5 separate regions of the Sus scrofa genome follow, and regions 1, 2, 3 and 4 are each linked to region 5. The links are chromatin contacts, called in public Hi-C and HiChIP or PLAC-seq maps. All regions are on one chromosome and are shown on one strand. Each heading gives the region's core, a stretch centred on a gene start, on an enhancer-like site or on the middle of the called end of the contact. The rest is flanking DNA. Distances are from core to core; before and after follow the strand shown. Region 1 overlaps LOC110255810 (a long non-coding RNA gene). Region 2 holds the start of RNASEH2B (ribonuclease H2 subunit B). Region 3 overlaps LOC110255810 (a long non-coding RNA gene). Region 4 overlaps LOC110255806 (a long non-coding RNA gene). Region 5 overlaps LOC106507157 (a long non-coding RNA gene).

Region 1 (4,507 bases), core at 535-3,034, 600 kb after region 5:
AGACTGCAATTCCCGCTAACAGGAAGGCCCAGAGCAGCCAGACACTGTGTCTCCCTTTCTGTTTTAATGTAGTTGCATCAATTCCGCTATTCTGTTATAAAGCAGGGACCCAAAATGACACTTAGGAGGCAGGCAAAATGAAAACAAAACTTAGAAAAACTATCCCATGCAGAAATCACCGCTGATATTAAGGCATTATTGGTACTGTTGAGATGGCTGTGGCACAATTTAGACCCTTGCTGCTCAAGGTGTGGTTCCTAAACCACATCATCAGCATTAGGGGGGAACTTTTTTCCAATGCAGAATCCCAGGCCCTCCCCCCGACCTACCAAATCAGAACCTCTAGTTTAACAAGATTCCCAGGTAATTCTATGAACATGAAAATTTGAGAAGCACTGATTTAAAAGTATCAGTGTATTTTAGATAAAAATGATACACATTGAGAGGCAGCATTCATTTTATCTCAGTAAGGAGAAAAGGTCAACTTTGGCTTGTTCATGAGAATGAATAAATAGTAAATAAATTCGGCCAAAAAGTTAACGTGGAGGCACTTTTCCAAGGAGAGGCTTTGGCCCTGTGGAACCGTCTGGGGGCCATGGGAATTAAAAGAAAGAGATAGAAGGGAATAAGCTCAAAGATGGAGGCTCTAAGTCTTGGCAAATGATTGAATGTAGAGTCCATCTCCCCACACTGGTGGGACTAAAAGAATGAGACTTTTCGCTGAAGAAGGCATCAACTAACTAGTGAGATGACAATGAAACAAAGCCCACATTTTCAATAGAGAACGTTTAAAATCTAGGGCACTTTCTTTAAGGGATTGTCTGTCCTTTGATTTGGTAATTCTGTTTGACACCAAATGTTGCTTTTACTGCTTTCCCCCCAAAATGGATGCTTGATTTAAAAGACTTTGGTGTTCCCACTGTGGTGCAGTGAGTTAAGAATCTGACTGCGGTGCCTCAGGTCGCTTTGGAAGTGCAGGTTCGATTCTGGCCCAGCACAGTGGGTTCAAGGATCTGGTGTAGGTCGCAGCTGAGGCTCAGATTCAGTCCCTGGCTTGGGAACCTCCATATGCTGCAGTGCGGCAAAGAAAGGAAGGAAGGAAGGAAGGAAGGGAGGGAAAGAAAGAAAGAAAAATCTTCATCTGTTACTTTCCATTCATTAAATAAGAATATTTTCACATCTTTTATTCATATAAGTGCTGTTGACCAGTGTGAGACAATGTGTGTTCCTGCTAGGGTTGCTACAATTTCAGATAGAACCAGAGAAACTTGATAACTTAAGTTTCCCATATATGATTTTGATGGGAAAATAAGCACTTACCTTGTGACCTTGAATAAGAATCCACTGCACACCTGAGTGAAACTTCCCAGAGTTGTAGTAGGAGAAGGAGAAAAAATGGAAGACAAGGGTGGGGGTAAAATTAGGAGGAGGCTTTACCGTGTCGGCCATGAGCTCTTCCCATTGAGGTACTTCAGTCCAGGGAAACGGAGACAAGCATGTACGCCTGGGAATGCTCAGACCCGTCCCACCTGTCAACCAACTGAAAAAGCAGTGGACATCAGCAACTAGCTGGTGACTCTGTTTTGACTCTTGGTAGCAATAACTTAATGGGAAAGATTTTTGAAATATCCCTTCCCATGTGGAAGACCCTCATCATTCTAACTGTAGGGACCAAGTTACAGTCTGTTACAGTGAATCATTTCTCTTGGAAAGTCCCTATGTAATAAGCCAGCCTAGAGTTCCCACTGTGACTCACTGGGTCATGAACCCAAGACAGTGTCTGTGAGGATGTGGTGTGGATTCAGCTCAGATCTGGAGTTGCCATGGTTGTGGCGCAGGCCTGCAGCTACAGCTCTGAGAACTATCAAGATGCCACCAGTGTGGCCATTAAAAAAAAAGAGAAAAAAAGAAAAAAGCAAAGAACAGAAATAACCCAGACTGTTATGACACTAGCCAGCTTTATGTTACACCTTCAGTGATTTAAGGAATTTGTTATGACAGATGACATTTCTGATAGTGTAAATTTCCTTGCATCATTGACCTCTTGAATAATTTTCAGTTGGCAGAAGCGGAAACTTCTCCAGCTTTGAATGGTAGGGATTTTCAGTAAGTGTATGGTTTTGGCCATACCTGCAGCTAGGGATTGAATCCAAGCCTCAGCTGAGACCTGTGCTACAGCCGCAGCAATGCCAGGTCCTTAATCCACTGCACCACAGCAGGAACTCCACGTGAGATTTTCAAATAATAAAAATTTAAAAACTTTTTCTTAATGGGTTAACTTTTAAATATATGTCAACCAGGTAAAAGAGGGTTCTGTGTGGGCAAGTTTGGAGAACAACATAGCAGCTGATACGTGTAGGTAATTATTTGGATCCCAACTTGAACAGACAGAGAACAACTTTTTAAATCTCTTTTATGTTTAAGTCTAGGCGAAGTCATCCCAGACGTGAGTCACACTTGTGGGTTTCCACACACTGCAAGGACTGGGCAGATAGGCTACCATGGTTCAATGTTAACAGGAATTAATATGCAGTTTAGCTAGTGAATTAAAACTGTTCCACATTAGACAGAACTTTATAGATAGTTTTATAAGTTGAATGGAATGAATCAAATACCATCGCTTGAATTAGAATATCCTTTATATTCTCTCTGTTTCCTGGGCCCTGGTGACAAACGTACAGAAGCATGCTAGAACAAGCAGACCAGAAAATTAAATTCTTCTCCTCATTCTTGCTTTATGCAGGAGGCACAATTCAGAGTGTTAGCCTCAAATATCTTCCACGTGTTTTCTGTTTTTTTCTTCCCTTCCTTCTAAGTCAGCTAAACTTGGTAAGGTCATTAAAAACGGGGCTTTTGCAAACCTAATGATGAAATCAGGGAAAAACTGGGCTGGAAAGAAAGATCCTTTGAATGAGTCAGGTCTAGTGCTTCATCTCCTGGCGCCTGACATCTCAGGACTGTGGGAATTAAATGTGATGATGTGTGTGAGAGCACCACTAAAACCCAGCAGGCAAGCTTGCATAAAGAGACACATCATTCCTTTGATGAATATAGCATTGCAGATTATTAGGAAGTCTTGTTGTTTAAAATAAATTCTGTTTCTGTATCCACCCTGAACTTATCCTCTAATCATATAGATTCTTCTCTCATGCGTTTCTTTTCTTTTTTTTTTTTTTTAAGGAATTCAGGGACTGTGGCAGTTGTGTAGGGCATGAAACATGAGTACCACCCATCTGCATTTGACTGGGATGCACCTGGGCCCAAGTCCAGCCTTTCCTTCTTTTTCTTTCTTTCTTTCTTTTTTTTTTTTTTTTGCCTTTTCTAGGGCCGCTCTCCGCAGCATATGGAGGTTCCCAGGCTAGGGGTCCAATCAGAGCTGTAGCCGCCGGCCTACGCCAGAGCCACAGCAACTCGGGATCCGAGCCCCCTCTGCAACCTACACCACAGCTCACGGCAATGCCGGATCGTTAACCCACTGAGCAAGGGCAGGGATCGAACCTGCAACCTCATGGCTCCTAGTCAGATTCTTTAACCACTGCGCCACCACGGAACTCCCCCTCATGCATTTCTTAAAAGAGAGGGAGAAGAGCTGGTCACAGTCTTCTCTGTAGAGCAAAACCTACGTTAATTTGACACAAGGAGTTTTTTTAATGAAGAAAATGAACTCCTTAAAAAATAAAAACCTAGGAAAAATAAGCAAACAATTGAATGAGCCAGGATATGGAAACCTTTTCTAAGTAACATAATGCCAAAGGCAGAAACCTTAAAAGAAAAGATCCACAGATTGGTTGTATATGAATTTTGCACATTTATATATTAAAGACCATCATAGAAGAAAACAAAATCCAAGTTATAAACTGGGAAATAATAGTATTTATAACTCATATGGACAGATAAATATTTGTTATTTTTTGTTATATTATTTATATTGCTATCAAATGTCACTAAAATGAAGTTAAAGGACTAAAAATAATGCAAAATTACAAAGAGAATGAAGAGACAAGAGCAGAATGGGATAGCAACAATTTTTTGAAAGGTGGGGAGCAGATGGAAAAATCAGTGGAGCTGAACTGCCTGAGCACTAAGTATCTGCAAAGGAAATGAGACGTGAGCCGATCCCTGCAAAGCAACACTAGGAAGTTCAGAAATGGGAAGAACTGACTAGTGTGGAAGGCAGAACAATTTGCAAGAAAAGTATGTTATCCAAGAGTATGGCCACTGCTTTCAAAACCACTAGAAAAGAAATGCAGATTTTAAATGAATATGAGATGGAAAAGGCTTAACATACACTCTCAGCATTTGTCAATTCATTCACCAAACACATACCAGGAGGCCAAACTAAACAGAGTCCCACTGCAGGAATGCAGACCTGCAGGACGGAGAGATGGGTGAGTGAGTGGGGAAAGGTAGGCAGGACTGAAGCCTTTCTTCCTCTCTCACTCTTGATTTCTGTGAATTTCGCCTTTTAGCCACAAAGCATATCCACACTCATCCTTTACTGTGTGAC
Region 2 (5,029 bases), core at 1,553-4,052, 780 kb after region 5:
ATACTGCCTCCAAGGCTGCTGGGAGGACGGAAAGAGTCAGACTCACATGTTCAGCACAGTGCTCGCCACAGTTAGTACACAGTAAATGCCACTGCTATTTCGGAGGGATAAACTGACTTATTCGATACTGTCCTTCCTCAGGGAACTGACTGAAAATCAGGCTCACTCCCTAGTGAGATAACAGATTAGAGGCATCTCACTCATTCTTGTGGAGGCTGTTTGGAGGCAGGAAAAGGAGTGCTGATGAGAAGGTACTGTCTCCGTGCACCTGATGGAAGAGGAGGGGGTGTCTGGGCCAAGTGGAGGGTGAGAAAGAAGGTGGAGGAATGAGGCTCCTTGGAAGCAGCAAGGTCCCAATACTAGGAACACAGGGTCAAGTGCTGTGTGTGAGTGCTGTGTGTTCCTCGTGGCCTGACCATGGTCAGGGTGGGGAGGGAGGAGGTGGAAACTGCCTGGGTGGCAAGTGAGGACCAGATCTCAAGGGCCGTGTGCTACAGGCTTCGTACCCTGAACTTTACCCTGAAGACAACAGGAATCTGGAGCCAGTCTCCAGTCACCACTGGTCCCCCTTCCAAGAAGGTACTTAAATAATTTTTTGAAGTGGACAGAGGAAATTGCTTACAGATGTTTGTTGCACCACATTAAAAAAATTTATTTTTATCCTTGGACCTGTCAGAGGATAAATCATACTCTCATTCATAGGACATAGTGATAGTTGTCCACATGCACCCTGGCTCCTTTTTTTTTTTTTTTTTTTTTGTCTTTTTGAGGGCCTCACGGAGGCACATAGAGGTTCCCAAGCTAGGGGTCTAATTGGAGCTGTTGCCACTGGCCTACACCACAGCCACAGCAATGCCAGATCCGAGCCACATCTGTGACCTACACCACAGCTCATGGCAATGCAGGATCCTTAAGCCACTGAGCAAGGCCGGGGATTGAACCCGCAACCTCATGGTTCTTAGTTGGATTCGTTTCTGCTGCGCCACAACGGGAACTCCCTGGCTCTTTTGATTTGTCTTGCCTTCTCATTCTTTATCCGTCCCTTATCACATATCCCTTCCTTTTAAAGACACCTATTTCTTGTGTTTGATACATAGCCTAGATGTACATATATCCTTGTAAAAGATGTGATATTGTTTTTTGTGTAAATTTACCTATGTGGTTTTCTGCCATGAAATCTCTTCCTGCTTCTTTTTCCTCTTGTTATAAAACATCTATGTTGCTATGTGTAGCTTTAGTTCATTGTTTCTGACTGCTGCATAGTCCATGTAGAGTATACACTGCAGCATCTTTTAGAGTAACGGTTTGAAATAAACTTAGTATTGCACACGAGGGCATGGTCACGTAACCTTGGCACATGAGCAGTGTGAAACAGCACGTCTCCAGTCATAGTTCTGCATGACATGGGAAACTTGTTTACAGCAACGTTAAGGGAGAGAAGCAGGCAAAATTGTTTCTGCACTGTGAAAACAACCACATGAAAACACACATGAAAACAGCCGGTGGCTGGAAAAGATCAGAGAACGACAAAAACAGCTCTAGAGCAATAATACCGACCTGTTGCCTGCCCCGGGGCTGGCATCTGGGTCTCCCTCCTCAACGGTCCTCTCTGCCAGGTGTGGCCTGCAGTCAACTTACTTAGCTGCATTTCTCCCCCCTCATGGGAAATGGGATTGAAATTAAAAAAACCCTTCAGAAGGCTGAGATAGATCTAGTGCTGCTGAATTTAACTATCTTCAAGATTTAAACCAAAAAACCTAAGTGCATTAAAGTTATGTATACTCATAATGCATGCATATTCAGATATATATGTGTATGTAGGAGTATATATATGTCTATACGTGTATAGACATATATATACACATACATATATCTTTTGCATTTTAATTAACATTATAAAGGGAAATGTTTCTGTTTTTGAATATCTTTTGAAGAAAAATAAATATACCCCAAATACCATTTGTGCAAAAAAAGAAAAAAGAGAGACATGAACTTGTGAATGGCAAGATCCTGTTAGAATAGACAGACTTAACAGTAATTGCCCCTGGGGAAGAGGGCTGGAGATCTGGGTTATTAGCAGGGAGTCATACTTTTCTTTAAAGTATGAGACAGATGTTTATTACCACCTTTTCTAAAACCGTGTACAATTAAAATTTTATTTTAAAAGTTTAAATCTTCAAATTTCATGACTCTAACTTTTTAAATAACGCTTTTAAAATGTCTTGATTAACTCATTGCAAATTGTCTTTCAAAGCAAATGCATATTTTGAGCCTCAAATTGTGCACCTCTTCGTAGTGACAAGGACTAACCCCAAGTTGAGGACTGCTTTACCTGTGTCACGAAGCACACAGCACACTAGATTCGGGCATTACTTCCAACGCAGGATGCAAATAATAATCAAGGTACGATGACCAGAGTAGCATTAGGATTTGGACGTGGATTCGCTCCAGGCTTTCCCTTCTGCCAGGTGTGTGCGAGTCCACCAGCCTTGGGGTCCCCACTCCCCCACTGGGAAGACCCTGGGCCGCTGCAAGCAGAGACCCGGCGCCCCGGGCTGAAGCGATCCGCCCGCCGCCGCCGCCGCCGCCGCCGCCGCCGCCGCCCTGGGTCGCCGCCCAGCGCGTCGCGTCACTGGGCGCCGCGGGTGAGCACCTCCCATTGGCCGCGCCGCGGGGCGGAGGGGCCGCGACCCTTTCCGCCGGCCTGGGCCTGGCGCTCAATTTAAACACTTAACCTAAGCCACTGGCGGGCTCCGGAAACGAAACGAAAAGAAAGCCCGAGGTTCTCCCCGCGGGCCGCCCTCCGGGCCCGCCCTCTGCACGCTGCGCTCCTCGGTAAAGTCCCTTCTCCCGCCATTTGCCGCGGGGCTCTGGCCGGGCCCGCGCTCCGCGTGCAGAGGCCTGCGGCCACCCGGAGCGCTCGGCGGGCACGGCGGGCAGCATGGACCGCAGAGACGGGGCTTGCGGCCGGCAGCACGTGTTCCTGGTCCCAGGTAAACACGACCGCCCCGGGGCAGCGGCGCGCTCGGCCCGGCCCCTTGTCCCCCAACCGCCGCGCGGGAGCGCGCGCCGAGCGTCCGCGGGGGCGGCGCCCAGGCGGGTTCTCAGCGGCGGCCCCGGCGCGCGCACCCCGGCGGGCCCCCCTGTCCGCGCGCAGCCGAGGTACACCCCGCGCAGGCCCTGCGCGCCCCTCGGCCGCGCGCGCGGGACTCGAGTGTCTCTCGGAACACGTGGTTCTTCATTTCGGTTTCAAGTTCTGTATCTGTGCGTTTCAAAACCCGAGCTGGAAGCGCAAAAACCGACCGAGCGGATTTTCCCCCTTGGGGTTCTTTGTAGATCAGGTGGGCTGGAGACTGCGGCCCAGGCCAGCGGAGAGCGGCGCAGGTTCCGCAGTTGTCCGCTCCTGGGATGTAATTTGATACCCCTCGCCACTCGACAGCCGGCCAGGCATCTGGGACCTACTAGATCGGAACCGAGGATCCAGTAGACCCGCATCGGCCTGGAGGCTGTGGTGTCTTAACCCCATCCCTTCCCTGGGACAGGCCTTGGTTGGTGAGGCAGGAGGGAAGCTGTGTGGCAGGGGTTAGGACAAGGGTGATTCAAAGAGATTCAGGCAGGTAGCTAATGATGGGAGTGGTGGAACCTGCCTTTTCAGCCTCCCCGGGGTGATGATTCAGGGACCGCAGAGGCTTCGGATGATGGACATCAGTTGCCAGCCATGATTGGCATGAAGTGTCAGAATAAATGGAGTTGGGACCAGGGAGTGCAGGTCAGAAAGGTTTGGCCCTTTCATGGGATGATAGATTGATTTGATGACATAACATTGGATATAAGGAAAACCCATTGTTTTCAGTATCTAACTTGGAGACTTTATTCGGCAAATATGGTATTTTTCAAGTAAATGATACTCTGATAACAATATAGATGGCCATTAATCTAGATTTTTATGGTGGATATTGAAAATTGTTACATGACAATCTGTCGATATTTTTTGTGTTTTACTTTTTCTCCATTTGTAAAGAAGTATGCATATAGTAACATATACAAGTTTAAGCAGGTGCAACTCAATGAACTTTTCATATATCTGTACCCCTGTAAGCATTCCTCATGTCAAGACCTAGAACTTTTCCAGTAGGCTTCTCTTACCTGTTGCTGGATAGCCCCAGTAACCCCGCTGCTGACCTCTGTCACCAGAGGTTCCTTCTGCTTGTTGGGGTAAGTGTGTGTTCCTTGGTGCCAGGCCTCTCTCACTCAGCGTTACATCTGTAAGTTTCATCCATATTCTGTGTAGCAGTAGTCTGGTTTGTTGCTTCCTATGTGTCTTTATCATATGTATGTTCTTAATATTTATCTCGACTTCTGTGAATGGATATTTAAATTATTTCCTGTTTGTAACCATTATGAGTTACACTTCTAAGAACACTCTTTTTAGGAGGCTTTCTCAGCAGTGTAGACTTAGGAGTGGAATTGCTAGTCCTGGATACTGTATGTTCAGCTTTGGTAGATGCTGCTCAGCGGTTTTCCAAAGTGGTAGCACCGATTTCCACTCTCACTGGCCGGTTGCTGCACATCCTCAATGGAGATTTATAGTTTGTAGAGGAAAAGTTCATGCAAAGTTCAGGTCTTCACAGAATCCAGCAAAGGGCTACCCGATACATGCTTTACCGTAGAAAAATTCTCACTGTTGTCACATTAGTTCAATGAGATTTTAATGATGGGACTCATTAAGAATCAAGTGGGTTATTTTTCTTCAGATGCACGTAATGACTGAGAATAATTCGAGTTGCTTATCTTGTTCTGTTTAGTCAGTACGGACATTTTCATTCTGGGTTTTTTTTTTTTCAGGTTTATTTATTTATTTATTTATTATTACTCAATGAGTTTATTACACTTGTAGTTGTGCAATGACCGTCACAATCCAATTTTATAGGATTTCCATCCCACAACCCCAGCGCATCCGCCGACCCCTGACCTGTCTCCTTTGGAAACCATAAGTTTTTCAAAGTCTGTGCATCAGTATCTGTTGTGC
Region 3 (5,207 bases), core at 1,803-4,302, 650 kb after region 5:
GTGAACTGCTAGGTAGGGCGTGCTGGCTGAAGACAGGAGGACCAATCAGAAGGCGGCTGCATTTATTTATGTAAGATGTGGCAAGGGCCTGCATCAGAAATTCCACACGTGCAGATGGAGCAAGAAAATGAATAATGCTTTTAGGAGACAAACATCGAAGGAAAAGCAATTCTTTGGATGAAGGAAGAATTTTCAGAGTCAGGAGTTAGAGAGATTATACATGTGCCCTAAACAGCACAATGGCAAATAGACCTATCAGAGAATTCTGCAATTCCCAGAGAAGAGAATTCAACCTCCGGATTGAAATGATCAGCTGGCCATACCACCCTCCTTGCCCCCATTCCCTTGGACCTGCCTTTCAGTAATCCGAACTCCCTAATCTGCCCTGTGGACTCCCCAGTGACCTGGCACTTGGCACATCTTTCTTCCAGAATCAGCTCAGACACTGGTTGCTCTCTGACAAAGAGCCAATCCCATCATCACTCCACAGTCCAGGTTCTACATTTATAAACTGTAACAATAGTGACACTGCTTCCTGGGGTTTCAGTAAGGACATGAGACAGTGTCTGTGAAAGTACCTGATAGATGTCTATACAGCACCATGCAAATGTGAGGCGCTGCTGATGGAAGCCAAATAAGGCAGGAAGGCAGGAGGAGAGAGGGGGAAGTGGATGGATCAGCGTCTGGAGCTGGTCACTATGCACAGAATGAAGTACAGACCGTGTCTGTAATCCAACAGTAAGATTCAAGCACTGAAGACAGAGTAGAGTGTTCTGGAAAGCATGTGGGCTTTGGATTTGGCCAGGCTTGGGTTCAAACCCTATCTTCACCTCTGACTAGCTCTGTGGCTTTGAGCAAATTACCTAACCTCTCTGAGCCCTCGTTACTTTATCTATAGTATAAAGATAATATCCCCTCCCTTACAGTGTTTTTATGAGAATTAAATGAGTTAACACTTAGAAGCTGGGTAGTACATAGCTACCTGACATTTGAAAATGTTGGTTTCCTTCTTTCTTTCTTCCTGAGAAGTGATATAGTTTCAAAAGAAGCTTTTATGAGAGCTGCTTTCAGAAAGGAAAATACGCTGGCCTGAATTTTCATCCTCTCCCTTTTAGTGCCAGGAGTGGTTAACTATCAAACAGTGAAATCTCCAGATGGCCCAAGGGCCTAGATTATTCAGAAACATGTGAACGGCTGATGAGAGCACAGCGTGAGTCAAAAGAATAATGGACTCCAGTAAATCAAGTGTCTTCATGTGTTTCTTAAAATACATATGTGTAAACCCCAAATCTCAGTGATTTCTGGCATGGTTGTTATCTGTAACATTTGTTCGTTGTTCCATAGAAGATCTGGCAAAGTTAGCTTTTGGAAGGGGTTTGGTCAAATCTCTTGAGTCCTCAGGACCCCAGACAGTCTGCCAAAGTGATGGGATGTAAATAATTCTCCATAATGTTAGTAGTGCATTCACTACTTAAAATACGCAAGTATTAGGTATTAAATGAACCATGCTGCATCTTAAAGTGAAGCTGTGTTTTGTGCTGTAGAGGAGGTTTTTACTCAATTCTACAAATCGCTAAAGATGGGGGATTAATAGCAAGTGAGAAATTGCTTTTATTCCTCTTACTTGAATAGCACTGCATTCTGCACATTAAGGCTTCAACGTAGAGGACTTGAGATGCAGAAAGAGAACCCCTAGAGGTACAGAGAGGAGAAGGGAAAGGAGGAGAGATGGAAGGCAAGGCGAGGGAATGGAGAAAGTTGCTTTCTTCATGGTCCAGTTCCCAGCCTGGTTCTCTTCTGGTGGTAATTGGGCAGTAGAGGAGAGAAGACAGACAAAAAGGGGGACAAAGAAGAAAGGGGAAGGAAGGTTAGAAAAGAACAGGAGAAATCTGGAAGGCAGAAAAAAGAAATGTAGTAGACCATTAGGAAGCATGCGTGTCAAATTGATGCTAGACTCACAGTGAAGCTTAATAAGCTTCAGAAACGTTTTGACCCCCGTGTGTGCCAGACGCTGTGCTAGGAGCTAGGAATACAGATGGAGACGTGGTCATCATTGCTGAGGCGCTCACAGGAAAGAATCGAGGTTGGGAAGAAGCCAAGAGAAGGCCAGGGGAACTTGGCATTGCACCGACTATGAGGAGGCTCAAAAGGGGTCAAGTGCTTTCTCCCGAAGCACTTTTGGTGATGAATTCCCTTTCATCTAATGTGGTTTTCTATTGACATTAGCTTTCAGACTTTTCCCAAAAAGTACCTAAGCATACCGCTTAGCAGAGAGGCTGGGCGAGAAGAGGGGGAGCTGAGACTGCATCTCAGCTAGTTTCATTCCCCTGTCCAAACAGATGTTGTCTGGCGAGAGCAGCACAGCGTCAAACATGACTACTGGATTTGGCATAAAATGGACCAATTAACCTTTGTTGATTGAGTCCTGTAAAAGTAACAGGGCTGCACTTCCACTGGATGCTGTTTAAAGAAGGACAGTGTCAGCCAAATGGCTCATCACCTGTCATGGCCGTCAGCATATTCCCGGCAGCTGCACAGCCTCACGCCACCCGAGACTCACTGTCCCCTCTCTCGGCCTGGAGCCCTGAAGGCTTGTGCTGGGCTCTTAATAGGCTTCAGACATGAAATTCAAGATGAACCTGACTCAGCTGCTCCAAGAGTGTCTGCCTCGGGTCTGGAATAATAAGAATAAAAGTTCAATTTCCTCCTCCTCCTGCCGCATCACTTACCAAACTTTGGGAATCTCTCTTTCACTTTGGATCACTCAAAAAAGTACCTTTCCACTTATTCAGCACCCTCTCTTTACGCTGGTGACAGGCGCAGGGCTTCCACATTCTGTAGACCTAGGGCCGTGGTTCTCTAACGTTCCTGAGAAATTTCCAGAAAGCTAGTTAAAAACTCAGGCAGGTGGGCCCCGCCACTTAGGATTCTCATTAAATAAATTTGGAAGAGTGTAGCCTGAAAATCAACGGGTTGGCTCCACCCCACTCCGCCCCCCCAGGTGATTCTGACACAGACGGTGGATGAGCAAAGCCCTCCCTGGAAACACGAGAGCACGGCTGGCATGTACAGCTCAGGAGAGAGCTGGGTGGGGACTTGATACCCGCATCCTGCCTTTCTCCTGGCTTATCTGACCCGTCTCTCTGCATTGGCTCCTTTTCCTGTACCCAGGAGGATCCCAGGGTTTTATTCTCTGTCCATTTATTTTATTCTATACACCCTCCATGACCGGAATGATTGGAAGCACCTATATAGTTTTAAGATGTTGCTTAAAAGCTCCAGACAGATATGTCCACCTGGAAATATCCCACAAGTACCTCAGCTTAACATGCTCAGGACCTAAATCATGAGTTTTAATCCTAGGTAGGATGAATAGGCACACCCCATCCCCAATTCTCTCACTGAATGGAGCTCTAAAACCTGGATCAGCTATTTGAGGACTTGGAAAAGTAGCAGGTAGACTGGGAGAGAAGACTAGAGTTCAGAATATGGACCACTGAACTGGTGGTGCATTTCCCATCTTTCCTCCTGGGCCCCCCAACCTGGATGCAAGATACAGCCTGAAACCTAGAAGTGGGAACCAGATGAACGGAAGCTTGCACCTTGGCCCTGGCATGGAGATTGGAAAGGGACCTCCTGGGAGAACATCCACGGTTTATCTCCTCCCTGTTCCCTGGCACTCGGCCCCAAGCTATCCCCCCACAGAGGCAGCAGTGAGAACTGTGTTGGCAGGTCCTATGGGGGTGAACACTTTTATTTCTGTGACTTGCTTTTATTTTCCTAGTGGTGTTGTTTGAAGGATAGATGTTCGTTTTGACAAAGTCCTATATGTCTTTTATATTTACCCCAACACTTAATTATTTTTAAAGTTCTTCATTTCTTCCTGTACCTCTGAATTTCCATCTGGTATTATTTTTCTTCAGCCTGAAGAACGTATTTGAGAATTTCTTATATTGTGTGTTTACTGGCAACAAATTCTTCCAGCTTTTCTGTTTCTAAAAGTCTCTGTGTTTATTTAACTTGAATGTAAAAAAAAAAAAAAATTTGCTATGTATAGAATTTTGAGTTGGCAATGATTTTTTTTTTTTATCATGTTGAATATATAGTTCCATGTCTTCTGGCCCCATTTTTTCTTATGAGAAGTAGCCATCATTCTTGGAATTATTCTCCCTCATATAATATGTCTTTGATTGCTCTTAAGGTTTACTCTTAGTCTTTGGTTTTTCAGTAGTTTAATTATAAGGTGCTTAGTTATATTTGCACTTATCCTGCTTGGGGTTTGCTGAGCTTCATAGATGTCTGTGTTTCTATTTTTGAATCAAAGTTTTTTTAATTTTTTTTTTTTTTGTCTTTTGTCTTTTTGTTGTTGTTGTTGTTGTTGTTGCTATTTCTTGGGCCACTCCCTCGGCATATGGAGGTTCCCAGGCTAGAGGTTGAATCGGAGCTGTAGCCACCGGCGAACGCCAGAGCCACAGCAACACGGGATCCGAGCTGCATCTGCAACCTACACCACAGCTCACGGCAACGCCGGATCGTTAACCCACTGAGCAAGGGCAGGGACTGAACCCGCAACCTCATGGTTCCTAGTCGGATTCGTTAACCACTGCGCCACGACAGGAACTCCCAAATTTTTTTTAATTTTTTTAATTGTCATTTCCCTAATACAATTTTTTTTCTACTGTACAGCAATGGTGACCCAGTTACACGTACATGTATACATTCTTTTTTCTCCCATTATCATGCTCCATCATAAGTGACTAGACATTGTTCTCAGTGCTACACAGCAGGATCTCATTGCTAATCCATTCCCAAAGCAACAGTTTGCATCTATTAACCCCAAGCTCCCAATTCACCCCACTCCTTCCCCCCTCCCCCTTGGCAACCACAAGTCTATTCTCCAAGTCCAGAATATTTTCACCCAATATAGTTGCAGATTTTTCCTGCCCCATTTTCTCTCTCCTCTCCTTCTTACATGTGTGTCTTAGACTTGAGACAGTCCCACAGCTCAAGGAAGCTCTGCCCATTTTGAAAAAGCCTTTTCTCTCTGTCTTTCAGTGTAATTTCTATTGACCTATTTTCTATTTCTAGTGACCTGTTGGACAGTCACTACTCCTTTCATTTGTTGTGTTTAATATACTGTCAGTTATAGGAAATGAGGTTTTTTCCCAAATACTGTGTTTTTCAGTTCTTGGATTTTAATTTGATTC
Region 4 (4,769 bases), core at 1,775-4,274, 940 kb after region 5:
TGGATCCTTTGACCCACTGTGCTGGCTGGGGATCAAAGCCACATCTTCACAGCGATCAAGCTGCTGCTGTGGAGATGCAGTCGGATTCTTGACCCACTGCACCGGGGTGGGCACTCCTGTAACTGTCTTAATTTACATTCTATTATTGCCTGTTCCTCCAGCCTCAGGCTTACTCAAAGTGCCTCCCACCCTCCCCCAAACAGAGGGCACCTCTCGGATGTCTTGCCCCCTTTTGCTCAGTCACCTGTGGCAAATCTCGTCTCCACGGCCAGCTTGTCTCTGAGACGGTTCCCACTCCCTGTGCCAGACACCGGCTGGCCTTCCCTGTGTCCTAGGCTCACCACTCAACCACTGTGTGTCCATATTACCATGGGATTGTCTTGTTAAAGTATCATATGCACACACACAAGGCCTAGCTAGCTAGCTAGCTTTCCATCAACACAGCACAGGAAATGCATGTGTGTACATGGATACATACATATATGCTATTTCTCCCCACCCCTTCGCTAAATTACAAACTCCTTGGGATCAGGAAGTAGATATAATTTATCTATTTCAACTAAAGTGCCAGGACAGTCCCTGGCACATAGGATGTATTTAATAGATACTTATTGAATAAAAGAGAATCGAAGCTTCAAGTCTAAACTCAAGAAAATCATTAAGTACCTTTTAAAGGCAGTTAAAATCAATCCAACATTGACAAAGACAGCCACCGTTCACCCTACAAATCTTTGCAAAAAGAGTGCCAGTTCCAATGAAAAACAACACGCCTAAGCCTCCTACTGTGTGACAATGGGAACCCAGGACAAAGGAACCCAGCCATCTGCCACTTGGTTATAACCACGCAGGGTAATGGAACTGGGTTTGATGACTTAGGGTCAGTCCAGCCCTTGGCAATCAACAGCCCCCCAAGCTGGTGGTGTAGCTAATCACTGGGGAGCCGAGTGTATGGTTCAGAGAAGAGCCCCTCACCCTCTGCTGGTTATAAACACACCTTTTTCCTGGGCACTGAAATCAGGGGGACTTCCTCTGGCCCCAGAGAGAGCAAAAAGGGGCTGGTTCCGCATAATTTGTCCAAAGTGTGTCTTAGGTCTTTGTATTGACGTCTCATGGACAAGATGCTCTGTGAGGCGCACTCCTTGTACCTTTGAGGGCCCAGGTGCAACGGGTGAGAATGACCACCAGCACCCATGGTTTCCAACACTTGGGAACTAGCCCTGGCAACTAGTCAGATCATCAAGCAGGTGGGCACCCTTCTTGGCGGGTGGCACCCAAAGATTTGGGGAGATACTCGAGGAGTAACTATGGCACCCAGAGAAACATCAGCATTCAAAAGAAGCAATGTTTCTACTTAATGTCCAAAAAGAGGAAGGTTTAGCTAAGTCTTCTGTAAAGACGACTCCACAGCCCACATCCAGTTCTGCTTTCTGGGCCCCCCATCTGTTGGGAGGGATGGAGTTTGGGATGGGGGGGTGGCTAAGAGAAATGGCTTGGGCTCTAGAGCCAGAGGGGTTTCTATCTCTATGCTTTGCAGCTGTGTGGCTTTGGGTAAGTTACCTAACCTCTCTGAACTCAGTCTACTCACAAGATAAACAAAAGAGTAACGCTCACTCTTGGAGGACCGTTGTTGGGGTTAATGGTTCTGGAGTCAGACTGAGGGTTTGACGGCCAACCCCACATCTTACCAGCTGTTTGACCCCAGCCCTTCACCAAAGCTCACTGGTCTTACTAATTGTTTCATCTGGGGAATGGTGATGAGAATGGACCTCTCCTCGCAGGGTTGTCGCAAGGATTAAACGGGCTCATAGGTAAGAGACGCTTGGCGCTGAGCAAGTGCTCAGGAGAGGACAGCCGTTCTCAGATAATAATTGTCATGATGTAGCTGCCGGGCATGGGGGCCAAGGGGAGTCAGGACAGAGGACGCTGAAAGCCGCTTACCATGTTGCCACCGAGGTATCTTCAGTCCGGTCTGCTCCCAGCGGTTCAGGAGAAGCCCAGGTATCTGCCGAAGCCTGTCCTGTAGAGATGGGGCGGCCCCCGGGGAAATCAGAGCCGATCCTCATTCACCAAGGGAGTGAACAGGAAGGCTGCCCTTCCCACCCTGGCCGAGGGCTCGGGACCTGCTACCAGGCGCATCCCCAAGGCTGACCCTGAAGGTCTCCCGGAGGGGCCACCCGCACGGAGCCCGCAGACCTGGAGCCAGAAGACCTCTGAGCATCTGGGAGGCGGCCCTCGCTACCTTCGGTGGGAGGAGGCTTGGAGGGCGAGCACAGCCTCATCACGTCGGTCCCTGGGGCTTGCGGGCCCTTCCTCCTCCTGCCTCGCACGGCAGATGCGGAAACTCCCTGGGCTCCTCCCCCACGCAGCTCGTCCTCACTGAGGTGGGCACAGGCTCTGGAGGAAGCTGCCAGCCCTGGATCGGCTCAGGTGCGAGGCCAGGACGCCTGAGCCATGAAGGCTTCGGCCAAGTCGTTCCTCCTTTCGAGGGAGAGACTGTTGGTCACCGACCTGCGTGAGGGCACCGAGACGACGAGCCCCGAGGGTGTGGGCTGGGCTCCCCGAAGACCCGTCAAGGCCCTGGAGCACTCCCAGAACCTGAACTTGACCTCGAGGACACCCCTGGGATCCTGCTGGAGGATGGCCTCGTAGATGAGAGATCTTTTTAATTCTTCAATTAACCCTATTGGAGGCAGTCCAGGAAAGGCCTGTCTGGACCTGAGCCTGACTACAGAACGTTATAAAGCGAAATTCCCTGGTGCCTTGAAGCCTTATCCTCCCCCTCCCCCATCTCGGCTCCATTTCAGGCTCTGGAAGCCTCTTTGCTAGAGGCCCAGCTCCCGAGGGCTGGGATCAGAGGCCAGCCACTAGCCACGTCTAGTGAATGTTGCCTGCAGTTGTGCCAACAGACATACCAGCTCTAATGTAAAACCACTGTCTCCAAATCAAGGGGTTAGGTAAGCCCTCCGGGCTGCAGTGCTCTGCGGAGGTACTGGGCCGCCACAGGGGTGTGACTCATGGGCAAGGCAGCATCTCTCGGAGGCAGAGGCGGTCCCCCGCCGCGAATTCCCCAACAGCTGACAGCCCTTCTGAAAGTACAAAGCGCCTTTGTCTTTGCATCCCCAGCCTCCAGCACTTAGAGAAAATCTCCAGACACGGTGAACTGGGCACTACTTTGCTGCCCCCATCAGATCCCTCTTCTGTCTTGCCCCCCACCCCCACCCCAACCCCAGCATCTCCCTGGAGAAAGCCCTCCTTCCTCCCCACCCACTGAGCTCCCCGTCTGTTAGCTCCCGTCTTATTTGCGCTGCCCTTTCCACGGACAGACCTAATACTCAAGAGGCTGGGGCTTGTTGAAACTCCCTGTGACACAGAGATTGTGCTTCTTCTTGAGAGCCGGCCTCTCTCTCTGCTGTTTCTGTGTGGAAGGAACATGTGTTCAGGAGAAGGAGCAAAAAAAAAAAAAAATTGCTCTGGAATAGGTGATTTCCATAATTATGCTTCCCAAGCCTTGTGCCACCATTCAGCTGACAGCCTCCTTTCTCCCCTGCCAAGCGGGCTTGCTCTGGCTCGCTCTTACAGCACCCCCCACCCCCAAACCGGCCCCCACCCCTGCTTTTGCAAACGCACCCGTACGCTCACACTTCACAATAAGTAAATGGTTAAAAAAAAAAAAAAATCTCCATTTTCTTTCTCATGCAGCAGATGGCAGGTCTCAGGAACTTGGTGGAAATGAGGCTTTCTGATTTTCTAATAAATTTCGGCATCTCGCACAAAAAGCACAAGCTCATTTTGATTCTGATGTTAAGTACCATATGGCATCTCATTCGCGAGCTGTGGCAGCTTCGTCCTCGGGGTAACAAGGAAGGGGGGATCTTTCCTAGAACAAGGGCTTGAGCTGGTAGGGACCAATTGGATTCCTCGGTGAATGCCATTTGATAATAATATTGTATATGGCAATGGAGCAATTATCTCTCTTTCATGGTATGTGTTAATTTTCGCTGCCAGTTTTCCTAATTACCACTGCCACCCAAAGGACGACTTTCTGTAAATACTCTGTAAACATTTGAAAAGACATAGGCCGCGTGAGCACCAAGACAAACGTCCTTGGATTTTGAAACTGTCTGGAAAATTGGCTGACGTTTTATATGTTTTTCCACTGCGCAGACAGCCTGCTGAGAACGTGCAGTATGTGGAAACTCCCTCCTTCTCTTCCGTGCCATGAGGGGCCTCCTTCCTGAGGTTTGGGTTCTGAGGGCCATTTCTCACGGCTACCTCCTCTTTTTTGGGGAGGGGGGCTTGCAGCGTGAAGCCGCTTGATGCGGGATATGAGTTCCCCCAAACCAGGGTTTGAACCTGGGCTGCAGCAGTTTCAGTGCCGAATCCTAACCATTAGACCACCAGGGAACTCCCTCTCTACTACTTCTTTTGATCTTCAGTGGGCAGGTCCATGACCTTCGACAAAGGTCTGCAGCTCTGTAACCCCATGGAAAAGAGAGAACATCTCCATTACGACAGAAGGTTCCTCTGCGCCCCTTCTCTGCCCACCCTACCGCCCCCAACCAATGCTATTCCCATGACGTGCGCTAGAGATTAGTTTTGCTCGCTCTTGAACTTCATATGAGTTGAATTGGAGAGGATGTTTCTCTTCCGTGTCTGGCTTCGGAGCGTTTGACTCCTGTTTGGTGCATGAAGAGTTCGGGGCTCACCCCCACGTTAGACGTGGGCCTGTGACGACGCAGCCTCATTCGAGGCGCCGTCAAGGATACATC
Region 5 (4,625 bases), core at 1,611-4,110:
TCCTTTTCTTCTTCCTTAGGCATCCCTAGTTTTTAGAAAAGAGAGAAGAAAGCAAGATTTAATCCTCTCCTGCCCTCATCCCCCTTCTGAATTACAGTCTTTGGAAAGGTGCTTTCTTTTTCACTGAAAGATTACATAGTCTCATAAAGAGACCAAACCAGCCACAGGTTTTCATTTCTTTTCGAGGAAGCAAACAGAGTTAGTTCCTCCTCCTGAACTAGAGACTCACTTCTCCTCCCAGTCTACACCCCAGACCAGAATAGGGGTGGATCCCTCGCCTTGGTCCCTCCCCCGCCCCCCCACAGCCGGTCACTTTCCCATTCCACTGACTCTTTTAAATTACCTTTCTTGAATCCATTTTCTTCTATCCCCACTGCTACTAGGTACACAGAAGTGGTCCTAATCAATTCTTAGATAACAGGCTATTTTACATTCCATCTTACAGCCTCCAGGACCCCAACTGGTATAATATTTTCAAAGACCTATAATCTTTTCATACCTGACCATGCATTCCCTTAAAAAAAAAAAACAAAACAACTTTCATAGGTTTCCCTTTCCCATAGGTTTTAATCCTGAGGACCAAAAGTCTCTTTCTCAGAGTAAATGCTTGAAATGGTATGCAAAATTGTAGTAGAGGTCTGTAGGTGCATTTTTTTTTTTTTCTGGAAAAAAGACTAGATTGCTTTCCCTAGGTTCTCAAACGGATATGTGTCCCCCTAAAGGCTAAAACCGTGTAGGTCTCAGGCTAAAATGTAAGCTCCCCAGCATGGACTTCGAAGCCCTATGTGGACTGGCCATCAGTCCAGCCTCCTTTCTCTCCCTTCTCTTCATCCTCCTCACATCCCACTTAAATTTACCTCACAGCAGTTCTTCACTACAGGTTGCTTTGCTTGCTCAGCCCTTTCCTTTTTTCTTAGCTGACCTAACTTTTGCCCATCTAGGAATCTGCCTTCTTTACGAAGCACCTCAGGTCATGGCACCTACAGAAAGCTATTCAGGATAAGCAAACTGGATGTGAACTCTTGCCTCCCTGAAGCCAGTCTAGCATTTGCTTTTTCTCTTAGCATCTACCCCCTGGATTTCCAAACTAGGGTGGGAGTGGGGCGGGGGGCGGGTAGGAAAAAAGAAAATAAATCGTAAAGTAAAACCTGTTAAGCAGTGACTGATAATTGTTTGTACAGCACTTATACACAGAAGAACCCCAGGCTGTGGTACACATTTTTATAGTACTTTCTTGGGAGGTAAACATGTTATTTATAATCGCCAGCAGAATTTTGATGATAAAGACAACACACACCTTCCTGCTACAGAATATCCTATACGAATTTTCAACATCATCCAGTTTTCCTTTATGCCCAGCCACCACATGGTGTTATGTATTTAACAACTCCGGCAATTAATAAACAACATAGTTATGATATTCTGGGATCTACTAGGACTGCTCTGTCATTTACCTGAATTATTTCTCCTTGGTTCTCCACTTAAAAAGACTGTCTACCATCAGGCGTCCTTGAAATTCTCCATCTATCCAGGAAAATGTTTCAATTTTGAGATAAACCGTGTTCTAAGTCTGCCTACAGCACACGCTTTCTTTAAGTCAACCCTTTCCTTTTTCAAAAAGTCACTTAATTGTTGCCTCAAAACCGAGCTCTTTGCCCTCCCTGGGTAGACAGATCACAACGAAGAGTATTTCCCTGCAGCTAACACATCAACTTATAAATAGCGCTTACCGCGCTGAGTCACCAAAACCCGGAGTTTCCCCAAATAGCTTATAACGACTGCTGGGATCGCGTCTTCCAGAATGGTGACAGAATCCTACAGAACCCATGAGGTTAGACTCTAGGCCCATGCCGATAAGCAGGTCCCCAACCACCCAGCACCCAAAGAACGTGGGCAAGGCCGCCTCTTCCCAGCCAGGCGTAGACGTCGGACCTCGGATGGCGTTCTCCGACAGCGGGACTTGGCCTTGACCGCTCCTGGACTGTCCCCGCCCCCTCCGGAGCTGGGAGCCGCAGGGGGCCGGTACCAGCCTCCGCCCAGGGCTGCCCGCTCACACAAAGAGGCGCGTCCAGAGAGGGCGGCCTTGGGTTCTGCTCAGGTTATAGGCTCGGGACTCTGGGCAGCTGGGGAAGCAGTTAGGGGCTAAGGCCTTGAGGAAAACCCCTGTCTCCCCCTCCGCCCACTCCCACACGTTTGAAATGGCAGCAGCCGCCGGTTTGGGGGCTGGGGGAGCAGATATGGGGGAGGGAACGGAAGTGCCACCCCCTGCAGTCAGGGGATGGTGACGTCACCTCTACTGTCGGCCTGTAGCGGGGGCGTCTGCCTGTCACGTGACGCTACCCCCCCTCCCGACTCCCCGCCGAATCCCGCGCGCGCGCTCCCTCCCCCAGTCCCTTCTCTCCAACTTTCGCCCTCCCCGCTCCAGCACGGCTGTCAACAGCGCCAGCTCCGCCCCCTCCCCCGCGCCCAGTGTAACCGCCACGGCGGCGCGGCTGGCGCTCCGGCTTAGGTCCGGGCTCCTGGAAGAGAGCGTGCCTTCGGTCCTCACCTATCCCCAATTCCCAGCGCGCTGGATGCGTGGACGCCGGAGCCAGGGTGCGCGGTGGCGTGCGGCGGCAGCGCTTCTCCGCTGAACCCTCCCATAGCAGGCGCAGGACGAGGCGGAGACGCAAGGTCCAAGCTCAGAGGGGGCGAGTTGCGCTCAGCAGCCTCCTGGTCTTGGCACGTCTCCGCTGGGGGTTGACCCCCCCCCGGCGGGATCCGCAACCGGGAGCCAGCCGTCGACCCCCCTACCCAGCGGCCCGCGCCTCCGCGGCGCTCCCGCCTCCACTATCCCTGCCTCCTGGGCGGCGCACGCAAGTCCTGCTTGGCTTCGTCTCGGGCCGCCGCGCGGCCGCTGGCTGTACGACGAGGGGCCAAGCACAGAATGCCTCCTTGAACCCCCTCGGCCACCCCGCCGTGCACTGCTGGGGTTCCCGATTGGATGGCTGTCACTGCTGCGCCTCGTTCTATTTTCCCCCTCGGTTCCCTGCTAAAAGTAGAGGCTTGGGGGAGGGAAAAGAAAACCCAGTGTTGAAAGGGGCGGTGCAGACTGACCTGTCAACGGCAGAGAAGGAAGACCCCCAGGTCGGGGCGAGCTCTCGAGCCCGCGCAGGGAACGGAGCCCTGGTTCCCGCGGAGCGGCGCGGCGGCAGCGGCTGTGGCTCAGCCAGGTGTCCCCCCTCGGCGGGGCCCGCGCTGCCGCGCCCGCCCCCTCCCCCGGCGCCGCGCTCCCCGCCCCATCATCAGGGACCAGGGAACCCCCCAGCTCGATTTTTTTGTGCAGTTTCAGCAAAGCTCCGAGGAAGTTGGTCCTTTTGTTCCACTATTTATAGATTGCGTCAACATTGCGAAAAGGAGAAGGCGGAGCGGTGGCCCCTCCTCCTCCCCTCCCCCGCCGGCTCCTGGGAGAGAAAAGCCCCAGCACACGACCTAAGTACACAGCGCGCCAGCCGCCCGCCCGCCCCCGGCCTCCAGCTCGCCGCTTCCCCCTCCCAGTCCCGGCCAGAGCGCTGCCAACCCCATCACGTGCCCGCCCGGGAAAACCAGCTCCCCGGGGCTCCGCGCCGCCCGCCAGGCTCCGTGGCGGCGGCGGCGGCGGCGGCGGCTGCCTCACTCGGCTGGGCACCCAGCTCGTGGGCTCCGGTCGTGGCCCAGGCGTCGCGCACAACGTGGGCACCCGCGCCCTAGTCACCCAATGGGGCCCCGGGGTCTGCAGCTCTTGGGTGTGCTTGCAAGCCTTCCGCGCTTCCGCCCTCTACCCTCCTCCCCGCCTCTGGAGCGCCAGCGCCCTGGTGCCGGAGTGTGCGCGCGTCCGGGCCTCTCCTGGGAGCCAGGGGCCCGACTAGTCACTCGAGCGGCCGCTTCCTCAGACGTTGGGATGCCCATCCTTCCCGGCCCCCGCACGATTGGCTGAGGGCGGGGGATCGAGGGACGCGGGGGTGGCTGGCGGCAGCTCGCCGGCTAGCCGGCGGAGCGCGGGAAGTACAGTGCGGCAGTTCCGAGACGCGCGTAGACGCTCTCCCTCCTCCGCAGGTGCAGCCGGGCTTAGTGCGAGCTCACTTACGGCTTCCCGGACATCTGCGGACCAAAGAGTTTGCAGACCTGAACCTCAGTGGGGGTAATACAGTTTTTAGGGAGTTACTGGAAGTTTGATCTGTGACAAAAACATTTGAACTTTCCTTTAAAAATCTGATGACGAAATGCTAGGCCCCGCCATATGTCCCGAAATGAAACTGAGCTCCCTTGCCGGCCTAAACCCTCTTTTCCTGAGCCTGGTGTATACAAGGAAGGAGATAAATAAGAGAAGAAGGCCTTATCAGAAAAAGAAAAAAACCCAGTGCAAGTAACTGGCTTGAGCGTAATTTACCTTCGCAGCTTCCGGTCGTTTCCCTAAGTGATTTATTTAGATCACAGATTAACTTTCCAGAATCGGAATAAAATAATTTAGCTCTTCAGAGCACGGGTGGAGGAAAGCCAGGGCTGAGTTGGGACGAGTGCAGGAAACGCGTCGGACCTTTCCGGGCAGCTGGACAGTATGGTAAACAGTCTGGAAGGGTTATATTATTTTCTAAGGAGTTTGGAGA

The links. Hi-C and Micro-C count contacts between places; a contact is called where the count stands out from the background. HiChIP or PLAC-seq counts read pairs in DNA pulled down with a chosen protein or histone mark.
Region 1: an H3K27ac HiChIP or PLAC-seq map of alveolar macrophages shows a contact between it and region 5. The contact joins two enhancer-like sites. A contact is called at or near these places in 2 of 47 Hi-C or Micro-C datasets (both in embryonic fibroblasts) and 2 of 2 datasets of contacts at active chromatin or transcription factors (alveolar macrophages and skeletal muscle).
Region 2: an H3K27ac HiChIP or PLAC-seq map of alveolar macrophages shows a contact between it and region 5, with 11 times the contacts expected there. The contact joins the promoter of RNASEH2B here to the enhancer-like site in region 5. A contact is called at or near these places in 1 of 5 promoter capture datasets (fetal liver), 6 of 47 Hi-C or Micro-C datasets (alveolar macrophages, embryonic fibroblasts, fetal skeletal muscle and 1 more) and 2 of 2 datasets of contacts at active chromatin or transcription factors (alveolar macrophages and skeletal muscle).
Region 3: a contact with region 5 is called in an H3K27ac HiChIP or PLAC-seq map of skeletal muscle, with 4 times the contacts expected there. The contact joins two enhancer-like sites. A contact is called at or near these places in 1 of 47 Hi-C or Micro-C datasets (fibroblasts) and 1 of 2 datasets of contacts at active chromatin or transcription factors (skeletal muscle).
Region 4: a contact with region 5 is called in a Hi-C map of embryonic fibroblasts, with 4 times the contacts expected there. The contact joins two enhancer-like sites. A contact is called at or near these places in 2 of 47 Hi-C or Micro-C datasets (embryonic fibroblasts and fibroblasts) and 1 of 2 datasets of contacts at active chromatin or transcription factors (skeletal muscle).

What each region holds. Positions count from the first base shown.
Region 1 is chr11:17,084,413-17,088,919 of Sscrofa11.1, reverse strand. The region is part of intron 2 of LOC110255810 (a long non-coding RNA gene); the gene reads left to right. Among named protein-coding and RNA genes, the nearest start is that of DLEU7, 120 kb to the right of the region's middle. Within about 2 kb of position 1,784, at least 5 of the 83 cell types and tissues checked have an H3K27ac peak or open chromatin away from gene starts, as enhancers often do. A contact at or near this core is called in alveolar macrophages, where this site is marked.
Region 2 is chr11:16,909,579-16,914,607 of Sscrofa11.1, reverse strand. RNASEH2B (ribonuclease H2 subunit B) reads left to right here and starts at 2,802. Exons shown (of 11, transcript NM_001244492.1): 1 at 2,802-2,993. The coding sequence starts at 2,942. LOC110255807 (a long non-coding RNA gene) reads right to left here and starts at 2,593. Exons shown (of 3, transcript XR_002336662.1): 1 at 2,333-2,593; 2 at 1,558-1,657.
Region 3 is chr11:17,039,061-17,044,267 of Sscrofa11.1, reverse strand. The region is part of intron 2 of LOC110255810 (a long non-coding RNA gene); the gene reads left to right. Among named protein-coding and RNA genes, the nearest start is that of DLEU7, 71 kb to the right of the region's middle. Within about 2 kb of position 3,052, at least 4 of the 83 cell types and tissues checked have an H3K27ac peak or open chromatin away from gene starts, as enhancers often do. A contact at or near this core is called in skeletal muscle, where this site is marked.
Region 4 is chr11:16,746,531-16,751,299 of Sscrofa11.1, reverse strand. LOC110255806 (a long non-coding RNA gene) reads right to left here. Exons shown (of 3, transcript XR_002336661.1): 1 at 1,939-4,769. Among named protein-coding and RNA genes, the nearest start is that of FAM124A, 91 kb to the right of the region's middle. Within about 2 kb of position 3,024, at least 18 of the 83 cell types and tissues checked have an H3K27ac peak or open chromatin away from gene starts, as enhancers often do. A contact at or near this core is called in embryonic fibroblasts, where this site is marked.
Region 5 is chr11:17,688,961-17,693,585 of Sscrofa11.1, reverse strand. LOC106507157 (a long non-coding RNA gene) reads left to right here. Exons shown (of 6, transcript XR_002336669.1): 6 at 1-160. Among named protein-coding and RNA genes, the nearest start is that of MIR15A, 66 kb to the left of the region's middle. Within about 2 kb of position 2,860, at least 81 of the 83 cell types and tissues checked have an H3K27ac peak or open chromatin away from gene starts, as enhancers often do. A contact at or near this core is called in alveolar macrophages, embryonic fibroblasts, fetal liver and 2 more, where this site is marked.